Linked DNA regions of Triticum aestivum: region 1 is linked to region 2. Evidence: chromatin contacts called from public Hi-C data. All regions are on one chromosome and are shown on one strand. Each heading gives the region's core, a stretch centred on a gene start, on an enhancer-like site or on the middle of the called end of the contact. The rest is flanking DNA. Distances are from core to core; before and after follow the strand shown. Region 1 holds the start of LOC123156393 (probable serine/threonine-protein kinase PBL19). Region 2 holds the start of LOC123159595 (FCS-Like Zinc finger 5).

Region 1 (6,695 bases), core at 1,461-3,960, 180 kb before region 2:
TCTTCCTTCATTTCTAAAAAAATGTGGCACCAGCGTGGTCGACGGTTCAACATCTGGGATTGATAAACACCATATTCATTTTATACAAAAACTAAAATCTATGAACCAAAGAGGCGTGTTCATCTAAGTGAAGCTCTAAACATGTACTCCCTCCGTTTTTATTTAGTCCGCATATTAGTTTTGGTTAAAGTCAAGCTTTATAAGCTTTGACAAAGTTTATAAATAAAACATTAACATATATAATAACAATTCAATACCATTAGATTCATTATTGAATGTACTTTCACATCATTTTGATTTTTTATGATAAATATTTTTTTATATAAATTTGTTCAAACTTTATGAAGTTTGACTTCAGTCAAACCTTATGCAGAGTAAATAAAAAACGGAGGAAGTAAATATGTAAGAGGGAATTCCTCATTTGACACTAGATTAAAATGTGTTTCTCTTCTATATTTGACACGTCCTCTACTTTTTTTGCATGTCCGATATCTTCCATATTTGGGTAAAAAAAAAGAAACGACTAGGCAGCAGCCGAGGCCAACTTCAGCGCGCGATCCCATCCCATCCGTCCTAATTCGTTTGGAATAGAACGGACGAATAGCGCGGCCCAATGTGTGGCCCCAAACGGACAAATGTCCGGTTTTTGTCCGTTTTCGACCCATTTCCGGCCCAAACATGTGCCGTGTTTGGGGTGAAATAGACATCACGCGGACGGGCTGGACGCACGCCTTGTCCTCCCCGTGGCCCGCCTGTCGGGAACACTAGCACTCCATTCACTTTCAATGCCTCCACCTGTCCTCCCCTGCCCCACCCCGCCGCCAGCGTCGTCATTATTCTCTGACCGCCTCCTCACTACTCACCCCCGGTCCGTCCATACCAAATCACGTCTCGACATGGCCGCCACCACGCCTACGCTTTCGTAAGAGTTTTGGCCGTCGTTTGGAGGAGTTTTGGCCGTCGTTGTCGTAGACGATGTCAGAGGGGATACGAGCGCCGGAGACGGCTATGGACCACGACAGCTTCCGTCGGGTGCTCTAGAGCGGCCTGTAGTCGGCCGCCAAACGCCCCTGCTGCATCGAGGTGATCATAGCGGCCTCTTTGCCACCGCGACCGCAAGGTGTTTGACATTTTGCCCACAAAAGTATGGACAGTGGAGATGAATTTTTCTTCAACCACTTCATTTATTCATCGGATGATTCATCCTCGGATGACGAAGATCTTGTGGTGGCTGCACTGGTCGTTCATGACCACATTGAACGGCAGCGGCCTCGGTACAGGGGTCAGCCCCTCGCCGTGCTCCCAACCTGAACCGCAGCAGAGAGAGAGAGAGACTACGCCCTGCTCTATGTCGATTACTTTGCGAATACCCCGCTCTTCAAACCGGATAAATTCCGTCGTCGTTTTCGTATGGCAAGGCATGTGTTCAATCGTATTCGAGAGGCAGTGGTTGCTCATGACCCATTCTTCAAGTGCAAAACGGATGCCCTTGGCAAGCTTGGATTCTTCTCTTACCAGAAATGCACCGCGGCCATCCGCATGCTTGCATATGGAATTCCAGGCGATCTGGTGGATGAGTACGTGCGCATGAGTGAGACCACGGTTCTGCTGTCACTGTACAACTTTTGCAAGGCCATGGTGGTAGTGTTTGGCCCTGATTACTTGAGGCAGACAAATGCCACTGATACAGAAAGGCTGTTGGCGATCAACGCCGATAGAGGCTTTCAAGGCATGCTTGGCAGCATAGATTGTATGCACTCGGAGTGGAAGAACTGTCCATTTGCTTGGCAGGGCCAATACAAGGGGCATGTTAAAGCGTGCACTGTCATATTAGACGCGGTGACTTCACAAGATCTTTGGATATGACATTCTTTCTTCGACATGGCAGGTTCTCATAATGATATCAACGTGATGCAACGTTCTCCAATCTTTGCAACGCTTGCAGAATGTCGTTCCCCACGAGTCAACTTTGAGATCAATGGCTGCCACTACAACAAGGGATACTACCTAGCTGATGGTATATATCCTCAGTGGTCAACTTTTATAAAGACAATCTTGAACCCCCAAGGTGAGAAGAGACAGAGATTTACCCAAATGCAAGAGAGTGCTACAAAGAATGTGAAGCGTGTTTTTGGTGTGCTTCAATCCCGATGGGGTATCGTTCGAAACCCTGCACTGACATGGGATGAGGGAAGCTTTGGGAGGTGATGACTGCTTGTGTGATCATGCACAACATGATCATCGAGGACGAGCGTGATAATAGCATCTTCGACCAAGGATTTGATTTTCAAGGTGAAAATGTTGAGCCCCTGCACCAAGATCCGGCCATGTTTGGACACTTTACTCAATTTCATTGTGAAATGCGTGATTGTCACACTTATTTGGAGCTTCAAAATGACTCGGTTGAGCACATGTGGAATCACATTTGCAACCAATAGATATATTGGTTCATTACGTTTATTCAAGACAATTTCAATTTAGTTGTAAAATTATTTTATTCGAGACAATTTTGATTGGGTTTCAAACATTGATGAATATGAATATATATGGGCATATTTGGCCGTGACAGAGTCAAAGGATGCGTCCGTATGTTAAGCGCATGGCCAGTGCATTTTAGAAAAGTTGGAACACGATTCAGTTGCCTTATTCAAACGAACAGAATCCAAGCAAAACGGACGTAAGTTGCCCTGATGTACAGCTGAGCAGGAACCGGGTGTGCGTCTCATCTGACGTGGCGGTGTGGGCATATATCTTGGCGTTCGCGGCGCAACCGCACACCAACGCTGGCAGTGCGTCACCACGAGGGCGAGGGCGGCCGGGTCCGTTGACCGTCGACGTACGTATCTCCTCTCGATTCCCCGCATGATCCATGGCGGTTTTTATATATGTTGATGCGTCTCCCATGCCGCGCGTTTCCACGCACCCGCTTGTCTTTGCCAAAGCTAAATCTGCTTCCTCTTGATTCAGCCCACTAACCTCCTTCGTTTCCCTCTGTGTCGCCGTGCCGGAATTATTCGGTTTGGTCTTCCTCAGTTCCTTCTGACCCTGTTCTTCTTGGACTGCTTCCCCTCCATGGACAGCTAGCCCCTCCTGAGAACCCCGCGGATTGAATTGATGGGGTGCTTTGCGTTCAAGAGCGGCAAGAGCCGTCGGCGCCCTGCTGGCGGCGGAAAGCCGCCGGTGGAGCCTAAGCCGGACGGGCCGAAGCGGAGCAAGGCGTCGTCGTCGGCGTCGACGCCGACGAGGAGCATCCAGGAGCTCTCGGAGGAGCGGGGTGCGGCGGGGCTCCGCGTGTTCGGCCTGGAGGAGCTCGGCAGCGCCACCAACGGCTTCAGCCGCGCGCTCAAGATCGGCGAGGGCGGCTTCGGCTCCGTCTACCGCGCCTTCTTCCGCTCCGCCGCCGGCGGCCGCGTCGTCCTCGCCGTCAAGCGCCTCAACCAACGCAGCTTACAGGTCAGAAACCTAAATTCTTCGAGAATTGCTCCTAGTAGAAATCTTGAGCTCCATGACGAACTCAGAACCTTAGCATAGCAATAAACATATCCACCGGGGACAAGGACGCCCACTCATGTCACCTTCAATGAGAATTCGCAGAGCTCAACCACCACGTGAACTTCGGTGCAGGCTCCACACCCGATCGGGACAGCATCACACTACTCAAATTAAATTGTACTCCTGCACTAGTAGAATTCATTCATAATCATTAATCAAGCATCTTGTAATCTTTTATGGGGATTTCTGATGATGATTTCAGGGGCACAAGCAGTGGCTTGCTGAGGTGCAGTTCCTGTGCGTCCTGGAGCACCCGAACCTGGTGAAGCTCGTCGGCTACTGCGCGGTGGACTCGGAGGCGGGCAAGCACAGGCTGCTGGTGTACGAGTTCATGCCCAACAAGACCCTGGACGACCACCTCTTCAGCCGAGCCCACCCGCCGCTCCCCTGGAGGACGAGGCTGCAGATCATGGCCGGCGCCGCGCGCGGCCTCGACTACCTCCACCGTGGCCTCCCGGAAGTCCAGGTTAATTTCGTCGTCGAGAGGGTCGGTCGAGTTCTTTGATGGTTCTTGGTCGGTCCGGCGAGGCTGATCCGGCGGCGTTTTAGTGTGGCAGGTGATATACAGGGACTTCAAGGCCTCCAACGTGCTCCTGGACGGCGAGTTCCGGCCGAAGCTGTCGGACTTCGGGCTGGCGAGGGAGGGGCCGACGGAGGGGCGGACGCACGTGTCGACGGCGGTGGTGGGCACGCACGGCTACGCGGCGCCGGACTACATCGAGACGGGGCACCTGACGGTGAAGAGCGACGTGTGGGGGTTCGGGGTGGTGCTGTACGAGATCCTGACGGGGCGGCGGTCGGTGGAGCGGAGCCGGCCGGCGGAGGAGCAGAAGCTGCTGGGGTGGGTGCGGCGGCACCCGCCCGGAGGGGACAGCTTCAGGACCATCATGGACCCGCGGCTGGGCGGGCGGTACCCGCTGGCGGCCGCGCGCGAGGCGGCGAGGCTGGCGGACCGGTGCCTCGGCAAGAACCCCAAGGAGCGGCCGGCGATGGCGGAGGTCGTGGAGGAGCTCGAGCGGGTGCTGCAGATGGAGCCGGCCCCGGCGACGCCCAAGAGATGACCGATCGATCATTCGATCGACGGCTGTGTTAGCTGCACCGCAGACCGGCAGAATACTAGTAGTAGTAGTCAGAATCACTGAATCAGTGATGAGGAGTCGCGGTTTCTCTGCTGCATCCGCGAGTGTACTCCGATGGACGCTGACCGAGTGAGAGTTGTATAGACTGTAGAGATATCACGAGACACGAAGGTGTATTGATGCGACCAATTAAGGTGTCATTGCTTTTGGTTTTGCACCGTTGCAGCTACCCACGACGATCAAGGCGAATGCGGTTTCATGCAGCTGAATTCTAGCGAAATTTCTAGCCTCCCTCCCTCCTGAGCAATGCTACATCAGCGGACTTCTACAGACGTTTTACGGGGTTTGTTTGAGTTGGCAGATTGCTATTGGATTAAGGGGGAGGGAGGGACCCCAACCACCTGGCAATGTTTAGATGGATGGAAAGGGCCCGTAATAGTCCGTGTGCTGTCCGTGCGTGTAGGATTATTGCTCCCTCTCCCCCTCCCTCTTGTGAAACCCAAAAATGCTAGACGTACAAAAGATTACAGGATTTTACAGGATCTTTTCATCTAGTAACCAATCATAAACTTGCCCCCCTCCCTGATTTTCAGGGGGGTGGGCCGTATTCCTCACCTATTGACCAATCAAATTAACCCTCTTTGTAAAACCTTGTAACTATTTTGTACGTGTAGCGTTACTCGTGAAACCCCACGAGCTAAGGCATACCTCCTCCGGTGAGATCACGACCCCTTCTCTCTCCGTCCATCGCTCAGGATGAGGATTTTAGGTTAGACTAGCAAAAGGGTCCGTGCGTTGCAACGAAAATAAATAAATCATAATCTTCAATGCCCATGATCACATTTTGCCGCATCACCAAGATACACTATCACTCTCAATTTCATGAAATCATGAACATTTTTTAAATTCGTGAACACTTTTAGAATTCTTATAACATTTTCTAAAATCAAAAACATTTTTTGAATCCATGAACATATTATACTATTTGCAAGCATTTTTTAAAATTGTAAACATTTTTAAACAGTTTTCTTGAATCGGTGAATGTTTTTGGGGAATTGGTGGAACACTTTTTAAAATTGACGAACATTTTTTATTTAACGAACATTTTTTGAAATGCATGATCATTTTTTGAATTAGCAAACATTTTATGAATGAATAAACTATTTTGTAAGTCACGAGAAGTTTTTAAATTTTTAGGATATTTTTTCATTCATGAACATTTTTTGAATTGGCGAAAAATTGTTAAATTACACTAATATTTTTTAATACACAAACTTTTATAAAAATCATGAACTTTTTTTGTTATATCCAAGTAATTTGTTTTCAAAATTTTGAACATTTTTTGAATAAGCAAATATTTTCTAAATCGATGAAAATTTTATGATTTATTAAACATTTTATTAAAAAATTCTCATTTTTTGGATTTTTAATGTCCTAAATTATTTAAAGTATAAAAACGAAATGGAAAAGAAAAATAAAAAACAAAATTTAAAAAACTGACTGCCCGGACATGGGCAGACCCAAACGAGCGCGATGCGTCTTCTCCCAGTGCACAGAGCGCAACATAGAAGGTCACTACTGCATGGGCCAACCCAGGCAGGGATTCCCCTGTGTAAAACATTTTTTTATCACTTATAGGTGGCATTGATGGGTATTATTTTGCAACTTTAGGGGTAATTTTGGTAATGTATCGCCAAAAACAATAGCCCTTTTATTATTAGGTACATATATAGATAGTGAAAGTGTTAGTTATCGACAAGAGGGGGGGGGGTGAATAGGCGATTTTTATGAAAGTCTTCACAACACGGTGGCTTTAAAGACAAACAGGTAAACTGAACCTATATAGTAAGCAGCAGAATTAAGACTACACTAGGCAAGCATTAGTCAAGCATACAATATAGGGAAAGCACGAAGACTAACTGCAACTAGGTAGACATGATCAGTATGGAAGATAGTACGAAGCTAAATAGATGTAAGTCTTCACATAATAAAGTCAAACGAATCAGGTAGGCAAGCAATGACTTCACGAAGGCAAACTGTAAAGTAAAGAGAGTAGAGGATAGA
Region 2 (6,798 bases), core at 2,694-5,193:
AAACAAAGAACGCTGGTAGCAATACATTGCGAAACAAAATGGACGCTGTCCCCAGCAAAAAGTCAAAAACTTCGGTGGTAGCAAAAAATCAAAAACTTCGATTGTAGCAAAAATCGACGACGGTTCCAACAAAATCCAAAGACAGTAGTAGCAAAAATAGGTGCCAGTTCCAGCAAAAACTAAGACAATGGTAGCAAAAAAATCATCTGGTTCCAACAAAATTCAAAGACAGTGGTAGCAAAAATGGCGCTGGTTCTAGCTAAAACCAAAACAATGGTAGCAAAAAAATGAGCAACGGATCCAGCAAAATTCAGAGACGATGGTAGCAAAAAGATCCTCTTGTTCCAGCAAAAAACACTCAAATTGCGGATACTAGCAAGAAAATGTCGCCGATACCAGCAAAAAAAGAAACCGGATGAAGCAAAATTTGTCGCTGGTTGCTGCTCCCACCGAGGCTGGTTCCAACATCTCGTCCACCCATTGTAGCACGACGTGGCCATCGTCCCCGGCACAGCGGCCTGGGCTTGCAGCACCAACAACTTATGGTTCCAGCTTCAGATGAGGACAGTTGCAGCACCACCCCTTGCCGGTTCCAGCACCACCCCCGGGTTGGAGCTCAGACCATGGCGTGGCGGCTGGCGCGGCACCGGCCAAGCAACCAATGGGCAGCACCTCGTCAGATCTATGATGGATTGGTTTTGTGATGAACCATGACATAAAGGAGGATGAAAAAGCTATGGGAGAGATGAGGGTGGGAAAGAACACGGAAGAACCCGAGTAGCACTCGTAGCGCCAGGGCTGCGGTGGTGCTCGGCGCTGACCACTACGGAGATGAGGAAAGCCATGGGATCCGGTGGGGAAGAAAAGAAATCAGTGGATGGCGTTGTCTCACGGGAGAAGATAAGTGCGGTGCGCGTGGGCCCTTTGGGAAGCACGTGGATGTGAAAGAGAGTTAGCACGTGGGTCGTTAGCTGTTTTGTGGCCGTATGATTAGCTCAAATCGAGCGGCCAATGCGCGACCGGCGGAACACTCGGCCGGTTCGCCGGCACTAAACGTTTCCCAAAAGAAATAGTATAATATTCCCAGGCACGGCACCAGGCGCACCCAGGCGTCCCTCTTCCAACGCCTGGTCCAGGCTAAGTAGGATGTCTAGTTTATACTCCAGGCTAATCAAGTTGTCCCATCAACAGGCCAGGCTAGCACTCAATTTTTTAGGCATGAACCAAACACTATCCAGGCACACCTCAGGCATGCTCCAGGCCAGGCATGATTGAACGTGGACACGATCCAAACTGATCCTTATATTTAGGAGCAGAGGGAGTACTTATTTGTTTCCTCCTTTCTCTGTTACCATTGTGTTTCTAGCTCATTTAACATATGGTTTTGAACATCTTGCACATGTGTATTATTTGCAAGTGCTCTAACAAAAAGAGTTATACACATGCCACCGGAAGTTGAGAAACTACTGGTATGGTGGGATCATCGAAATCTGTCTGTGCAGAAGGTGTCATTGAGTCCCAGAGTCGAAATCTTGTAGCTCTTCCACGTAGTACTCGAAGAACGGGTCTGCCGCCAAATGGAGGTCACTCACAAGTGACAAGTCCCTCTCTTAGGGGTGATAAGATCAACTGCTGCTGCATAAGAGAAGGTAGCATAGAATAAAGTGCAATTTGTTGTCAAGTAGAATTCCATCGCTCTCTACCGTCGTGGCGCTCTCACCGGTCGCCCCTCTCCTTTGCAAGCACTTGTTCCAACATTCATAGGCTCTCCTGTCCTTCTCAGGCGTGAGCTTGATGCCTTGGAGGGCCTACGACTTTGCTCTTTACTTGCTGTCACACTCCAGCTCTTGGAATATCTCCAGTGGCATGTCACTACTGATTATTTATTCGGTCGCGTGTGGGATTGTTGATGGCTCCGTTGATTTTAAACCCAGAACCATACACCATACATCATATCTTAAAGTAGAATTGAATCAAGCATCATGGCCTTTATTTATGTCTTAGTAGTTCATTATTTTTCTGTGTGTTCCCATTCTCTCCTGCCACTGGTTCCAGGAATATGTTAAGTAGCTGATTCTGGATGTTGCATGATTGGTTTGCGAATTTTAATTTTTGTCCCGGGAAAAAGTTTGCCAATAGGCGCGCTCGGGTGTCGCCGATAGTTACTGCCACTTGTTCCTGTTGCCCTCCTGTATAAAAGGGCAAGTTGGGCGGTCATTTATGTCTGTTTTCCAATTGAGAGGCTGACAGGCGCAAATCAAGAAAAAAAGTTCCACCTAAGGATTTTCCTTTGTAATAAGAACTGAAAGGGAGATGGAAAGATATGTTGTTTCGGTGATCTGATCACCGAGATCGGAGTTGCTAACTCATGTAAGATGTTCCCTGGCGCATGAGCATGACAGCAATGAAGCGCAACACATAACAAAGTTATAGAGTAGCCATTTGGATAGGAGTGTAGGTCACAGTAAAGGCGCAACAAAGAAACAACTTTCATCCAAAGTAGATGAAAATGATTGATTTACAGGAATTTATTTGCACATCTCTCCTGGTGGGAAGTTTTCTTCCTAAGAACCAAATTTCTGCAAATATCTTGTGAAGAATCTACGGTCCAGAGAGCGACATGATGGACGCTCTTATGTAAATATTTATGCAGTTTTATCTTAAGAAAAGTCTCATTGCGAACATGTATCAGAGCGACAGAGCCTACAAGGCATCGCTAGAGGCACTCTGAAGTTTTTTTAAGAAAATTATTAGAAAAACACAGTGGTGCCAATTACTACTATGGATCCGGTCCTGTAGGTTTCTTCTTGTAACATAAGCTCGGAGAAGGATACGTCTACTACTGATGCAGAAGACTAGCATACACAGGAAGAAGCAGGGTATCATATCATTGAGAAGAAGAACACACGCTCAGATTAACGTGTCCCGAAGAAGACTCGAAAGCTAAGCTTGATCGATGAACTCCAGCTAGTACTATGTAGAGCTGATGATCCACTTTAGCATACACAGCAATAACATGCAGGAAAACATTTTGAGATCCATGACTCAACTATACATCTCTCCCCTCTTGCTTGTTGATAGCATTCGGACGAACTGCTGTTATAATCAGTTCGTTTTTTAGCCACCTAGCGATCTATAGCCAAGGAAGATCGATCCATGGTGCATGCGCAGCCGATACGTGCACGAGCGCGCCGACGAGCATACGGTGTTAGCTGGCGGCCACGGGAGTGCGCGCCACCGCGCCGAGGTTGGCGATGGTCGGCCGGCGGTGCACCATCGACGCCGTCGTCGCGCCCGCCGCCTCGCGGCGCGCGGTGCCGGCAGCCTGCTCGGCCGCGGCCTGCTTGCGGTGCCGGCGCGCCGCCGCGTGGAGCGCCTCGTCCATGGCCATCTGGTCCTGCCTGCACTCCTCGCCGCAGAACGCCGCGTCACCCCTGCACAAACCAACGCCCGCATCAGCACCAAGAATCATCACCTGTGAAGTTGTGATCTTCTCGCCGTGGAAATAAAAGAGAATCAATTGCGGTTGCAGGCTGCAGCAGTAGGCAGTAGCGCTAGATGAATTTAGCTTGCTCGTACTTGTACATGAAGATGTCGCGGTCGCGGGAGATGCTCCTCTTGCAGAGGAAGCACGAGTCGAGGAAGTGGTGGCGGGCAGCAGCGCCCGGCTTCACCCGGAAGAACCTCGACGCCACCATGACGTACCGCTCCTCGTCCCCCTTGACGGCCGTCGCAGCCATCAGCAGCGAGGACGACGACGAGAGCGACGCCGCCGCTGCGGTGGAGGCGACCTCTCCCATGTGTATGCTCGCGCGCGCGTGGCAGGCACGGCCGCCGTTGCTCCTGAGAGGAGAGTGATGCGTGCGTGCGTGCGTGCGTGCTCGGGTGGTGCGCCTGGGCACGCTTGCTTGTTAGTTTGGCGGATGGAGGTGACCGGGCCGGGGTTATATACGACGGAGGGCACGGAAGCCAGCCCGCTTTTGTCTGTTTGCATGCGTGCCGTTGGTTGTGCTCCGTGACGAAACCATGGGTGGTAGGAGAGGAGTGTGAGGGAACCTGTTGGCTGGCCGGGAAGTCGATGGCCGGATCGAATCAAATCAATCATGCAGCCATGGAGAGGGGCCAGATACCTGACCGGCAACTTTTCTTTCCCCTGAAACTCTCAGTCCATCAGTTAACAAGCGTTTTATCTGCCCTGCAGGCAGGCTGCAGTGCAGTGATCAAAATACTTGTTAACTTTGGTTTTGCCTCCTGGCGCACGTGCATTGTTAGTCATCCCTGAATTCTTCCGGTGGAAGCTGGGATCTTTCCAGGGTGGTGGCCTGGTGGTGCGATCTTCTGGCGCCGAATCCGGCGTATGAAATCCAGCTCTCTGGGTCCGGGGGCGGTGGACGGGCTGACGGGCACAGCGGCCAGATTAGTAGTCTCGTTGGTTTCTCCGTCGACCGCGCGCCTAGAATCTGTGGAACGGGAAGAAGTGAAGCAGGTGTACGCCGAGCATTGTGGCTGTGATCATGACCGGAGCGGGCAACTAACTAGAATATGATCAGGGCTGAAAATGAAGTGATTTGTTTTTGGTTTTTGCGTGGGAAAATGAAAATGGAGAGGGAATGTGGAATTGAACACCCCCCCCCCCTCCCCCCCACAACTTCTTCTTGAGTTGGCAATGGCATCCTACCCAGGATTCGTGGGAGGGGCGCTCTGGTGCGTACCTCACTGTATGCGATGATGCGGCAATATTTATGCCCCATCAAAGGTGACATTGATAATCTCGCTGGCATCATGAGAGGATTTGGAGATGTCACGGGCCTATGTACTAACTTTCACAAGAGCTCGGCGGTGCCTATTCTATGCGATCATATCAATCTTGAGCAAATTGTGCGAAGCTTACAGGCCACAAAAGCCTCCTTCCCAATGCGTTATTTGGGGTTGCCCCTATCTGTTTTGTGCCTTAAAAAGGTGGATCGTCTCTGGCACCTCGTGGACAAGTTTGTAGGAAAGGTAGTCACTTGGTAGGTTCAAAACATAATCTTCATTGGTCGCACGGCCCTCGTCAAGCCGGTGATCACCTCCCAAACCACTACTTTATCACACCGCTTGTAGTTTCGTCGGGCATATTCCACGACATCAACAAGCTCGAACGAGCTTTCATTTGGTCTGCTTCAGACAAGACGACCGAAGAAAAATGCAAGGTCAACTCAAAGGCGGTTTGTCAACCTTCAGAGTATGTTGGATTAGGTGTGCTCAATACCGACAAATTCATGCGTGCTCTTAGGTAACCTTGGCCTTGGTATAAATGGAAAGAGACTTCCAAGTTTTGGGTAGGGATGGGAAACCCATGTGATGAGGATGATCCCAACTTCCTCTATGCTTCTTCCACCGTCTCCACCGGCAATGGTGCGAAAACACCATTTTGGAGCTCGTGTTGGCTTCTTGGTCGTAAACCCATGGATATTGCACCTCTTATCTTTGAGGCTTCCTCAAGAAAAAATGGAAAGTTCGAGAGTCACTTCATGGCAATGCATATGTGAATATTTCACACTTTGGATGCACCTTAGATGTTAACCTTGATGACCAAACCAAAGGTGATATCGTTTGGAAGCACACAACCTTGGGTCAAATGGTATGAAAGGCTTGGGCATGGCCAAAAGTGAAATTTGCCGCTTGGTTGGCTATTCAAGATCCAATTTGGATAGACTATATATTGGCAAAGCGTGGATGGCAGAATTGTTGGCTATGCCCACTTTGCAAGAGAGTCCAAGAATCCAGTGATCACATATTCCTCAAGTGTCGGTTCACCTTGCGCCTATGGAGTGTGGTGATTGACAAGCTTCATCTAACCAACATTGACACGTCCCTTTGGCACCTCGAACGCTCCGTCAAGGATTGGTGGTCTAGTCGTCCTAGCTTTAGTATATCCAATAGGAAGGCCATGGCATCTTTAACCTTGTTGGTTTCTTGATCAATTTGGCACGAGGGAAACGCTGGAGTCTTCCATCATAAGTGCGCCCCAATGACAGTTCTTAACACGGTGATTGACGAGACAAAGCTTTGGATCGCCGCAGGGGCTAAGCATCTAGGCAATTTGATGGCGAGAGAGTAATCCTTTTGTTTGTAAGGGGTGATTGTAACACAAACGTTATCCCCTTCTTGTTTAATGTATGAGGCAAATCTTTTGCTTCTATTTCAGGAAAAACTAAATATTATGAAACAAAATTTCTTACACGGAAGCGAAAATGGAATAGCGTTTTTCGTGTATGGAGCTTTCCGTTTTCTATGTCTATGTGGGTTAGTCCGGCACTCGATAAAACTCATGTAGTGGCATATTAACCATAACACAAATACCTAATAACTCATGTTGTTGGGACAAAATCTCACCTTGCTGGCCGTCGCCTCCGCTGTGAAGACAACGCCACTTTCTGAAAAAATGTGGCAGCAATTACTTCCGTTCATTTTCGTTTCATTTTCATACCTAAATGTGATGGTGGTGATCATTAATGGTTGTTGTTGTCATTTGCTGCAGTTATTCTCGTCATCCTTTTTCTTACTTTTGTAATAATATGGTTGCATGTATTCCCCATATGTAGCTCTTGAATCATATTGTTTCAGAAGTCGGAAGTAATTGATATTTTCTCAATATTATCAGGGACCAATTATAATGAGTCATTTATCAGTCACCACTAGATCTTAATCCAACGGTCCAAAATAGAACCTCCCTCCTATCTTCTTCTTTTTGGCTGCCCTGTCCTAACCACCGGCCTCAACAACCAGCGGCCGGCGGGTGCTACCGCGCACCGC

What was found. A called contact is a pair of places that touch in the nucleus more often than the background predicts.
Region 1: a contact with region 2 is called in a Hi-C map of leaf, with 4 times the contacts expected there. The contact joins the promoter of LOC123156393 here to the promoter of LOC123159595 in region 2. A contact is called at or near these places in 3 of 5 Hi-C or Micro-C datasets (all in leaf) and 1 of 1 datasets of contacts at active chromatin or transcription factors (leaf).

What each region holds. Positions count from the first base shown.
Region 1 is chr7B:528,781,387-528,788,081 of IWGSC CS RefSeq v2.1, reverse strand. It overlaps LOC123156393 (probable serine/threonine-protein kinase PBL19), which reads left to right and starts at 2,710. Exons shown (of 4, transcript XM_044574522.1): 1 at 2,710-2,836; 2 at 3,081-3,453; 3 at 3,755-4,018; 4 at 4,110-4,820. The coding sequence starts at 3,115. The coding sequence ends at 4,613.
Region 2 is chr7B:528,601,159-528,607,956 of IWGSC CS RefSeq v2.1, reverse strand. LOC123159595 (FCS-Like Zinc finger 5) reads right to left here and starts at 3,943. Exons shown (of 2, transcript XM_044577412.1): 1 at 3,580-3,943; 2 at 2,888-3,434. The coding sequence starts at 3,800. The coding sequence ends at 3,209.